Regions from separate parts of the Mus musculus genome. Here region 1 is linked to region 2. A link is a contact called in public Hi-C data. All regions are on one chromosome and are shown on one strand. Each heading gives the region's core, a stretch centred on a gene start, on an enhancer-like site or on the middle of the called end of the contact. The rest is flanking DNA. Distances are from core to core; before and after follow the strand shown.

Region 1 (6,218 bases), core at 1,179-3,678, 53 kb after region 2:
GAGAAAAAAAGAGCTCATCTGAGTATGACACATTCACACAGATGCCTGAAAGCACCCCAATTCTGCAGTATTTATCTGTAGAAAATGTTGCTTTAGTGCTCTGGGTGTGGTCAGCCTCACTTTGCCAGTGCACAAAGACACTAAAGAATGAGCACTTGATCCTTTGTTTTCTTGCTACTCTTTCATTTCAGCCAGTGACTTAATGAGTACATTTGTTTTGTGGATAGTACAGATAAAACAGATTCAACATTCATGTGAACCAGTTGGTTTTCTTCTCACGTTTATTGATGATATGATGAAGCCCATCTAGCCAGCTTGTACATGAAATCTCTCATTCTATGGGAATGTCAGTGAGCAAGGGTCCATTGTCAATGAAAATCCACCGTCACTATTGAAGGATCAGCCCTGACACATGTGCATGTTCTTTTCCACATGGGAACAACATATCATAAAATTCTACAGAACACTTGATTTGGTTACCTTCTAAACCAAAAACTGAACCATCAAGAGGACAAAAAGCTGATTTTAATGATTTTTTTATATATCATTTAAGGCACACCAAATTGTTGCCTATGTTTTGCCAGAATTGATAAGAATCTAGAACTATAAATCTACTCTGGCCTTGATGATGACAGTTCTCCTTTGTCAGTAAATATCTCTTTCTCCACTAGAACTGCTTAGCTTGGGTAAATTCTTACTGAGATTTTCAGAAGAGTAAAAAGCTAACTGGAACTGGGCCTTTTGCCCAGATAAATCTGATCTCAACTCTATAAACGAAGCAAAGGGAAACAGAAAATCTTTGACAAAAATTGTTGATAACTGACTAAAAACTGGGAAGAGAAACAGAAAACACAGAGAGCTAGGAATCTAACTCTAAATAAAAGAAACACGGGGACCAACATAGGTATGACACAATTAACAATACTCTCTAATCCTGAGAAAAAATTTAAATACACAGGACAGCAGCACATCCTTTGCTATCCCACAGCTCATAGTAGAGAAGTCTCCAGCAAACTACACTACAAGGAACAAAGGGAAACTTTGAGTGGAGCTGAACCTCAGTGTTGGAACCAACACTCAGTTTTTAGTAACACCAGGAAGCTGATTCTATATCTAAATGCCATGCTCCATTCTCTCCTGTTAACTGCATATCATAGAACATCTGTTTCATGCGGCTCCTTGGAGTAAGAGCATTAGAAATCCAACTTCTTTAATAACATCTTTCCATAATATCTTTCTGGAGTTACAGAGACAAAGTTTGGAGCTAAGACAAAAGGATGGACTATCCAGAGACTACCCCACCCGGAGATCCATCCCATAATCAGCCACCAAACCCAGACACTATTGCATATGCCAGAAAGATTTTGCTGAAGGGACCCTGTTATAGCTGTCTCATATGAGGCTATGCCAGTGCCTGGCAAACACAGAAGTGGATGCTCACAGTCATCTATAAGATGAAACACAGGGCCCCCAATGGAGAAGCTAGAGAAAGCATCCAAGGAGCTGAAGGGGTCTGCAACCCTATAGGTGGAACAACAATATGAACTAACCAGAACCCCCAGAGCTCCTATCTCTAGCTGCATATGTAGCAGAAGATGGCCTAGTCGGCCATCACTGGGAAGAGAGGCCCCTTGGTCTTGCAAACTTTATATGCCCCAGTACAGGGGAATGCCAGGGCCAAGAAGCAGGAGTGGGTGGGTAGGAAAGCAGGGCGGGAGCAGGGGGAGGGTATAGGGAACTTTCAGGATAGCATTTGAAATGTATATAAAAAATATCTAATTTTTTTTAAAAGAACCATTATTAAAAGTAGGTTTTGAAAAAAATATCTTTCCATATAGCAAAGTGTGTATCTACTTGATGCCAATTTGTTTTAGAATTTTAAGAAATGTCTACAAAAAGCTGTATTACTACTTTCTTCTAGATAGATTTCAATCATCAACTTTAACGGCTTACCAAGACTGTAATTACAAGTAGGCACTACTAAGTAAAGCAGATATGGAACACAATGTCCTTAGGTATTGTTGTGACTTTCTTATCTTCTAGGATAATTTTGAATATAAAACCAATTCTCCAAATCCTTAAAGCCCTCATCCACTCAACTCCTCTTACTGAAAACGTTTACTGATGCCAGAGCTTGACCCCCTTTCTCCTTTGTTTGTTTACTGATGGTCTACAGTGACTTCTTCAAAAGTAGTTGGGAATCATTTCTTAAACTAATGCAGCACAAAACCAGTGAACTGAAGTGTCACTACTGAGCACTCAAACCGCAGGTTACCCTTGCCCATAAAACACAATGAAGTGACTCCATGTCGTGGTAAGTTATCAAATTATGGAAAGAACATTGCAGAGATTAAAACGTTGCATAAGAGAGGGAGCAGGGTGAGTCAGGGATTTGGAAACTATGAGTCAGAATACAGGAAAGGAGCCAAACTCAGAGAACAAAGGCCTAAGAAGGAGCCTAAGGGACACCAATGAATGGACACTATTCCTATATTAGCTGTGCAACAATGTCAGATTTGTGGTGCCACTGACTAGGGGCCAGCCTGTTAGAGAGCTCACCAAAGATTATTATGTTGGATTATTTAAAGCACCAAGAAGATGGAGACCTACCATTTTATAAACCACAAAAACGGAAATGTAGATGTGTGTGTGTGTGTGTGTGTGTGTGTGTGAAAATTACTAAATAATGCCCTTAGCTAATCTCCATATATCAGAATGATTAAAAGTATTGTAGGATTTTAGGAATCACATTCCGTTATTTGCCTCCCTCCCCCTCCCCCCCCCCAACCTTGGTAATGTTAACATTAGTCCATGGCTGCTTCTTTAAGAGTTATGTGCTATGGTGTTCAATACAAACCCTCAAAAATCTCACATTAAAGTCTCTGAATTTGTCTAATGACTTGAGCAAACATTTTATGAGCACAGTTTGCCAGACGCAGCACCAGGTTTCTCACATACATCTCCTACAATCATGCTGACTTCAGAACGCTGCCATTCTCTGCAGTTCCTGGGTCTCTTTCTGTGGGGCCTGTCTTCTAAGAGACAGCTTCCTCCCCATACCAGCTCATCACCTTTGAATTGCCCTTCAGAACCTGCCTCCTCAGCAAAGCTTCTGCTCACTCTCAGTGATACACTCAGTCCATGAGACTCCTGTGGCTCAGTTAACTGCTCTACCTTGCTCCCAGTCAGAGGCAAATGCTGCTCACTCTGAATGATGCAGTCTTTTTTTTTTTAATTTTATTTTATTTTAAACTCCAAATTTTATTCCCCTCCTGGTCCACCCTCTAACTGTTCAAAATCCCATACCTCCTCTCTGCACCCCTGTCTCCACGAGGATGTTCCCACCCCCACCCCCACCTCACCAGACCTATAAACTCCCTGGGGCCTCCAATCTCTTGAGGGTTAGGTGCATCTTCTCTGACTAAACATAGACCTGGCAGTCCTCTGCTATATATGTGTTGGGTGGCCTCATATCAGCTGGTGTATGCTGCCTGGTTGGTGTTCCAGTATCAGAGATCTCAAGGGTCCAGGTTAATTGATATTGCTGTTCCTCCTACAGGGTCACCCTCCTCCTCAGCTTCTTTCAGTCTTTCCCTAATTCAACCACAGGGATCAGCAGTTTCTGTCCATTGGTTGTATGCAAATATCTGCATCTGACTCTTTTAGCTGCTTGTTGGGTCTTTTGGAAGGCAGTCATGCTAGGTCCTGTTTTGTGAGTGCTCCAGAGCCTCTGTAATAGTGTCAGGCCTTGGGGCCTCCCCTTGTGCTGGATCCCAGTCTTAGTGACTCTTCTTCATGCAAGAGTCCTACGTTGTTGCCAGTCAAAGGCAAATTGTTGATTCTGCTGTGCTCCTTGGCTCTTACCTGTTATTCTGTCTTATGAATTTTATTTCCATAACCTAAAACACTAGGTCTTACTTTCTGTGAACTCTGAACACCAATTCCCAGGAAACAGTAATGATTCATTCATCCATTAATTGGGTAAACATTTACTGAAAATCCATCACTTTTCATGCATTGTAGTCAGCAGGAAAAAATGAGCTTAACTGTCAAGGACAAATGATCGATAATTAAAAACAAAAACAGAAAACCCTTTCCCCAGAGTACTTGCTCCTAGATTCTCAGGAAAACATGGCTGACCTGAGTCATTTTCCTGTCAAATAAAGCAGGGCATTGCCCATGCAGATGTAAGAAGTTAATTTTGCCTACAAACAACAGAGTCAAAAGCAATGACTGTGCTGCAGTGGCTTAGTGAGCAACGGCTCATACTGCACCTTCTGATAATAAAGAAATACAGGCAAGTAAAAAAGGAGCACAAGAGAGTTTAGAAACATGGTTTAACATGACTGTGTGGGTGTGTAAACAAGCAATAATGGGTCTTCAAAATAATAGCATTATGGCATTTAAATAGATAGTTTAAGTAAAAACAGTCCACAGACATTCAGCCTGTTGATATTCTTCAGCATTAAATAACTTGCTAACTGTGGGGGCTCAGGAGAATGAATATTCTACACTGTAATCAGAGCGGCTATAAACACAAAAGTAGATGAAGCTGCTTTTAGCATTTATAAGTCCTGGTGAATGGAAAGTGTCATTTGTCAGTTAACTTGTGATCAAAGTGAGTCCCATCTCAGCTTTCCTTTGTTTTGGGTAAAGAAATTAAACAATGTAGTAGGAGTGGCAGTACTAGTAGTATTTGGGACTTTGCTTTTATTAAATTTCTGTAACTCACCAAATATTTTTGTTAAATAATTCTTTTCAGAAGCTAAATAAAGCAGACTTTTAGGAAGGTGCTGTGCAGGTTTGTATGCTCAAAACCTTTTTCGTGATACATTGATCCCAGTGGAAATGTTAGTCTATCAAAGACACTCCAAACATATGATGGGAAAGTAGGAAAAAAAATGCAGGATATGAAGAACACGATTGGGTGGAGGTAGTTTGCATAGCGTGGTTGCAAAAATAAAAGCCTCTGTCACTGACCAGACCTCCCTCAGCAGTGTCAAGAGGCCCAAGTCCTTGATCTCTGGCCAGCCTGGACAGAGGGAACTTGCCACAGCTGAATCTAGCAGGGTTGTATCTCTCAGGGCTGTTATCACTGCAAATGTTGGCAAATGATCCTGACATAAAACAATAGGAATTCTGCATTAGCATGTTATAAAGCTCCAAAGAATCCCCAGTAGAAAGGTTTTCATCAAGTGTGTTTGAGAAAATAATGAGGCATGAAAGGCAGCAGTAACTTCCCAGCAGAGTTGCTGCTCCAGGGCCTTGCACCTAGAAAGGTCATTTTGTGGTGGATTGGGAAATAGCATTGCAGTAATAGTGTTAATACCCTTCAGAACAACAACAAGATCCTCTGTTAAATGTTTAAAATCAGGTTCAAAGAATTATGTGTCAAAGAAAGTCTTACTAGGTTATTGTGCAATGAGCAGCTGTACTATATTCGAGTATCCTTGTCCTCTTCCCCTCTTCTTTTGGAAAGAATTGATCTTATTACTTCTACACTCAGCTAAGTGGAGGGGTTATCTCAGAACAACCTTCCTATAAAATCAACTGCTTACCTTGTGGCATTGCTTAGCGTAAGTGTAACAATTTGATTCTACTTAAAATCACAGAAAAATTAAAAGGAAAATTACACAAAGAGCATTCTCTGCTTTAGATGGGAACAGAGGACACAGCTAATTCTTGTTGCTAGAGGCTCTTATTCTAATTGATTATTGGCCCACTATTTTAAGGCATTTCCCTGGTCTCCCACAGTAATGATCTAACATGACTCTTCTTTGTCCTCAGCAAGCCTGTCTTGGTTTTATTCAGAATTAACTGGTCATCTAGAAATAATTCATTTTGTGATACTTTTAACCTCCTTTTGTAGACCTGTGACTTGCCTCCAACAGAAGACACATGTAGCAATTATTCCTAACAGTAAAATGTCCTAGAGAAATATGTATTTGTCCTACACAAATGTATCTTTCCCATAATATGATGTAATTCATGCTTTTCATTTTGAGTTTCATAATAAAAATAGTTATCCATGCATGTTGCTATTCCCATTTTACTTCTACTTTTGAGACAGTGCTAAGACTAGGCTTGAACTTCCTCTGTAGCCCAGGCAAAACAGGAGATCCTCCTGCCTCAGCCCTATAACTAGCTGTTGTTTATTATCATAGGTATATCCCTATCTAGTGAATGTATAAAACTCTCTTGGGGGAGGCCCCAGGCCT
Region 2 (5,753 bases), core at 2,375-4,874:
ATTCACAGAAGAGAGATAAGAAGCAGGCAAGAACAGTGTGAGAACTGTGTTCACAAATGTGTGAGAAGAGCAGAGCACAGCACATGGGAACAGTGAACATAGACTGCACTTCCTTCAGGGTCTGGACTATTATTAGGTGGCAGAACAGTTTCCCCAAAGAAACAAACGAAACAGGTCATTCTTTCAGTTCTTGTTAGTCCTACATGGGATGATGGTCCACCATGAAACAAGAGGCACCAAGCATCATTGCTGCTTGCAACACCTCTACACTAGTAAGGACACTGTTAGGACAGGAAGTGACACCTGAATAATATCCTGTTAGGGTGGAGCACCAGATGTTCTGATATCTAAAAGCAATTATTCAAGTGTTTTTGATATTCTCCATGGGTTTCTTATTCTAGCCTCAAAACAACCTCAAGGGGCCAGTAAGATGACTCAGCTGAGTAAGGGAGCTTGCTGCCAAGCTGACAATCTGAGTTCAGTCCCTGGGGCCCACATGGTGAAAGGAGGGAAGTGACTCCCACAGGCTGTCCTCTGACCTCTGCACATGTGGCATGCACACATGTGCATACACACACACACACAAACATATATACACACACATCATTTTAAAAACCTTAGAAGTAGAAAATCATATCCTTCCACTTGACCAAAGCAGTAACTTTTTAGAAATTGTAACAAAAAAAAATAAATTTTCTCAAAGCAGATTTTTAAGTAGAAAAGGGACAAAATATCAGAAAGTCAGAAACTTCATCAAAACTGAAAACACTGACTCCACAGTTAGAGGAAACACAAGAAAAAGACAAGAAGAACATACTCAACTTGTATAAAGCACTGGAGAGATGACTGGAAAATCACTTCCACAACTAATCAGGCAAAATCAATAAAGAAACCAACAAAACCTTTGGACAAAGTCTTTAAAAGGAAGGTTTATCAATAGACAAGTGAAAAATGCTTGTGTTAGAAACACAAGAAATCTGTAGTGTGAAACTGCACAAGACTCCTTAGCCACCAGAAGAGATGGTGCTGTAAATGTCAAGTACCAAGTGTCAGTAAAGATACAGAGCAAAGTGGGAATGGAAGATGAAAAGTACCGTGTCCTTTACTTATGAAGATAAACATACAAAACACCCATGGAAGGAGTTACAGAGACAAAGTTTGGAGCTGAGATGAAAGGATGGACCATGTAGAGACTGCCATATCCAGGGATCCACCCCATAATCAGCATCCAAACGCTGACACCATTGCATACACTAGCAAGATTTTATCGAAAGGACCCAGATGTAGCTGTCTCTTGTGAGACTATGCCGGGGCCTAGCAAACACAGAAGTGGATGCTCACAGTCAGCTAATGGATGGATCACAGGGCTCCCAATGGAGGAGCTAGAGAAAGAACCCAAGGAGCTAAAGGGATCTGCAACCCTATAGGTGGAACAACATTATGAACTAACCAGTACCCCGGAGCTCTTGACTCTAGCTGCATATGGATCAAAAGATGGCCTAGTCGGCCATCACTGGAAAGAGAGGCCCATTGGACACACAAACTTTATATGCCCCAGTACAGGGGAACGCCAGGGCCAAAAAGGGGGAGTGGGTGGGTAGGGGAGTGGGGGTGGGTGGGTATGGGGGACTTTTGGTATAGCATTGGAAATGTAAATGAGCTAAATACCTAATAAAAAATGGAAAAACAAAAAAATACAAACAAAAAAAAACATACAATTCTACTCCTCCGATATTCACCTAAAAGAAAATGTTCATGCCTACTCAAAAATTTCTAAATGAATACCCAGACAAGCTTTACTTATAAACAATCCAAAGATCAATTAAAAAGCCAGCAGAAAATCTGAGGGACAACCATACAACTGAATGCCATGCAACAATGAAAAAAAAAAAAAAAAAAAAAAAGAACTTCTAACAAGGGTTCATCTCAAAAGCACAGAGTGAAGAAAAACAGATCCAAAGCAATTATATACTGTATGATTCTATTTACGGGAACTTCTGATGGGAACAGCTGCAGAGATCCAAAGGTACGCACAGAAAGATCAATCCATCGTTTTTACAATAATCCAGATGGAAAATGCTAAATCAGGGTGGCTGCAAAGATATGAGAAATGGTCCAGTTCTGAATCTATCTCAGAGAGAAAGTCAGCATAGTTTTCTAAAGAACTCAATGAACTATGCAAATAAATGAAGCTGGCTGGACATGGGCAGGAGGAGAGATGAAATTCCGATTGATTGAGATGGTGAAACTGATGGGTGGAGCAGCCTGAGGGAGAGGATGCGGCTGGAATGTGTTCGGTCTGAAATGCCCATCAGATGTCTAAATTAAGGCAGTAAACCAGCAAGTGGGTGTGCAGAAAGATCACTGCACTGCAGATGGAAGATTGGGAGCTTTTTACCTCATTGCTCCAAAGAACGAGCTGAAATGAGTTTAAATAAGCAGACACATAGAGAGATATTTTTACTGTCTGGTAACAGAGAATCTGTTTTTTCAAAGAAAAGCGGTTTGGGGACATTGGTGACAAGTAGGGTCAGGGAAACTTAGTAGTAAATGTCTTTGCTACAGTCATCAACGCCTTCCATACTTAGTAAGTTCTGCAGATCTGATCCTGTGCAGTACTGGATAGCCTGTCACCAGTACTGGTCAGGATCACCATTGGATGTCAATATCTACTTAACCCACCCACCCAGAAGACAGAAGAGCCGTAATCACCTGAAAGCTGCTCTCCAGCAGTCTCTACCAACTTGCCACTTCCACAGCCTCTGCAATATGCCCCTGGACAGGGCAGTCCTTAGCTCCTCCAAGTTAGCAGGTTCTGTTACTTCTCAAATTGCATTTGGTGACTTCGTTCTTAAAAGGCATATCTGAAACCAAAGGGAAGTAACTGCCTAACTGTGGGGTGGGAGAAGCTATCAGGAATAGCTGCAATTTGTGTGGTATGACTTGATAAAGGGGGGTGGGGCGGGACTCTCTCTTCAGATTCCTGAAATTCCACCATTATTATGAAAGACGCAAGAAAAATGCCTAATTTAATTTGGATGGGCAGTAATCAGGAGAAATGAGAAACTGTAGATAAGGAAGGAAGGAGAGGAGTTCACACACACGGACACACACACACACACACACACACACACACACGGGGTTGGGGGTGGAGGCAAGACACACACCTCAGGATGGCACATATTTTGTTAACATGAGTTCCATTTGGCTCACTCCTAACACCTAGCACCTAGTAGGCCCAGAAATGAACACGTTCATTCTCACCTTTCACCATTTGAGGAAGCTGACAAAACACACCCCCTCCAAAAATAAAAATCTGAAATGAAAAATAAAGGACCAGTTCTGTTAATAGCTTTAATTTATTCTCCCAGGAATCACTTGTTGAGCTAAAAGGAATTTAAGCCATTTCTGCAAAGTCTAAAAGCTCCATGGAAGTGATATTTCGATATTAGTTGTGTCTCAAATTCCTGTGAATCAGGGTACCAAGGGGCCTAATGCAGAGGATAACTGGGCCCCTAGACCCCAACGCCAAAAGGCGCGCCTTCCCGCGTGGTTGGAAGCCTGGGCAGGGCGCTTGCGCCTCCCTCTCTCTCCTCCGCCCCCCTTCGCCCTACTTCTCCTCCCTTTTTCCTCCTCCTGTGGCTGCTGCTGCAGCCAGACCTCGCCAGTTCAGACCTACCAGGCTGCCCTCCCCTACGCACTCCTTCGCTGCCCGGGCAGGAAAGTTGCGCGGCCCCCCCGCAGGTAGGAGCCCAAAGCCGAGGTCGCAAGATCTGCGCTATACCAGCGAGAGCTATACCGGGAAGTATGGTAGGGCGACCCAAGAACTGTCCCCGACTGTGAAACTGTACAGAGAAGATGGAGGTGGACTTGCTGGTCTGGGATCACAATCTGTCAGCCTGTGCCAGTACTTGGGTGACATTTGTTGGGATAGGTAGAGTAAGCGCGCTATCAACCCAGAGAGTTTTGCTGGTGACTCTGGTCTCTAGGTTCCGTGACTGAGGTATGGGATTTGAAAGGCACCTGGATTGCCCAGCGGTTGGTTGGAAGCTAAAGCGCTCAAGGACTCCCGCTGACAGACGCCTTACATCTAAGAAAGCTGAGCTCACTTCCCTGCAGGCATCAGGCTAGGAACCCCCTCCCCCAAACTGGTTCCCTGTGCTGCAAAGCTGTCTGAAGTCCTCCTACCTTAGGCAGCCTAGACCCTGTGCATAGCACATTTTGAGACCTGAGAACGAGGGGAAAAGGGATCAGTGACTTTGAGCTGCTGATTGTGCGCCAAGAGTGTGTATGGAAATGGAGCTTTAAGAGTGGGAACTAGAGAAGTCACCCTGCAGTGAGTTAGAAGCTCTGTGGGGTATTCTATCGGGAACTGTGAGATCGATAGCTCTTCGAGTTTTGTTTGGGTATTTTAGACTTTTTTTTTTTAAGACAATAAAGTCTGCGGGCATATAACTGATACTGGTTTGCAGGTATCTTTCGCTGAGCTGGGTGGAACTTCAGGTACAGCTGAGCCGTGGGTGGGTACTCTACAGTTTCAGAAAATAGACAGATGCTGCGCCCCCGTTTCCACCTCCAAGGGGGAAGAGGGATGGAATCGATCATATTCTATATCCCCTTTTGACTACCGTTTTCTGGAGCTTTATGAGTAGGTGTGGTATAAACACACGCTGAACAACCTTGGTACAGGATGGATGCAGTGAAGTAATGCATTTCTACTGTAGTTTCTCCTGTCTTGCTTATTTGGGTGGCTGGTGAGAAAGCAGACTGGAAGGAGGGTATTTGGAGCTCTCCATTCTCCTTTTCTTGTCAGTTTCTTCACTGATAAAGTTTTGATTTTCTAGGCAGTTGATACTAAACATCTCTTTGTCCCATTTCCCGTAGAGAATCACGATGTTGCAAACACTTTTCCTAACTATGCTGACTCTGGCGCTGGTCAAGTCACAGTACACCGAGGAAACCATCACATACACGGTAAGGCATGATGACATTTGAGATACAAGAATTGAGTAGTAGTCTGGGATACAAGAATTAACTGGTCTCTGCCAGGACAAGTGGGCAGTATTCTGCGAAGCAAAATAAATTAAACAACACTTTAATATGACTCAGGTTTAGGACTCCTGGTAAATCGTGCTGGGTCTTTTCAAAGGTGCATCTAGATCACCTGCGATGAATGGTTTGTAAGCTAGATGCAAAATAAAATGATTTGTGCAAAGCCAAAAATGAACTCTTTTAAAATTCAAATCTGTGTAAGCTCCATATTTCGAAGACATGCAATGAATTGATGGGTTTGAGGACTCTGGGAGCCTGGGTATGTGCAGATGCAATCAATATATGCAGAATAACACGCAAAGCAAATAAGAATGTATGGTGTAATTACACTAGCTCATCTGTGCCTGTCCTCGTGAAGTTCTCATTCTTGGATTCAGAAAGGCTGTCTATTCATGTAAAAGTACTGCAGATAGTTTAACTGTCACCAGCAGACAGTATTTGCCAACGTGGATTTAAAGCACACTGTGTGCATCTTGGTCTTGCAACTTCTATTTGCATCTCTGGCATTTCTTAGTCATATTTGGCCAGTTAGTTGCGTCAGTATAACCAATGTTTAATAAAATATTTAAAATATCATCTAATCCCTCCCACAGCCCTAAATAGACATGTCAGGAGAGGGCAGAGCAGGCTCATGTGGCTGGGATGAGGCCTTTGTTCTGTGTTGTTTTCTAACTCTCATTCAGTGTTCTGAGATGAATGAC

The links. A called contact is a pair of places that touch in the nucleus more often than the background predicts.
Region 1: a Hi-C map of uterus shows a contact between it and region 2. The contact joins the enhancer-like site here to the promoter of Efemp1 in region 2. A contact is called at or near these places in 2 of 39 promoter capture datasets (the 3T3-L1 cell line and macrophages), 1 of 15 datasets of contacts at CTCF or cohesin (the NIH/3T3 cell line), 6 of 484 Hi-C or Micro-C datasets (the 3T3-L1 cell line, Sertoli cells, adipose-derived mesenchymal stem cells and 3 more), 4 of 115 datasets of contacts at active chromatin or transcription factors (cardiomyocytes, embryonic fibroblasts, embryonic stem cells and 1 more) and 3 of 9 other capture datasets (adipose tissue, liver and pancreatic islet).

What each region holds. Positions count from the first base shown.
Region 1 is chr11:28,904,078-28,910,295 of GRCm38.p6, forward strand. The region is part of intron 4 of Efemp1 (epidermal growth factor-containing fibulin-like extracellular matrix protein 1); the gene reads left to right. Among named protein-coding and RNA genes, the nearest start is that of Efemp1, 54 kb to the left of the region's middle. Within about 2 kb of position 2,429, at least 83 of the 459 cell types and tissues checked have an H3K27ac peak or open chromatin away from gene starts, as enhancers often do. A contact at or near this core is called in the NIH/3T3 cell line, adipose tissue, beige adipocytes and 2 more, where this site is marked.
Region 2 is chr11:28,849,581-28,855,333 of GRCm38.p6, forward strand. It overlaps Efemp1 (epidermal growth factor-containing fibulin-like extracellular matrix protein 1), which reads left to right and starts at 3,625. Exons shown (of 11, transcript NM_146015.2): 1 at 3,625-3,744; 2 at 4,885-4,974. The coding sequence starts at 4,894. Gm34185 (a long non-coding RNA gene) reads right to left here and starts at 2,928. Exons shown (of 3, transcript XR_381120.2): 1 at 2,713-2,928.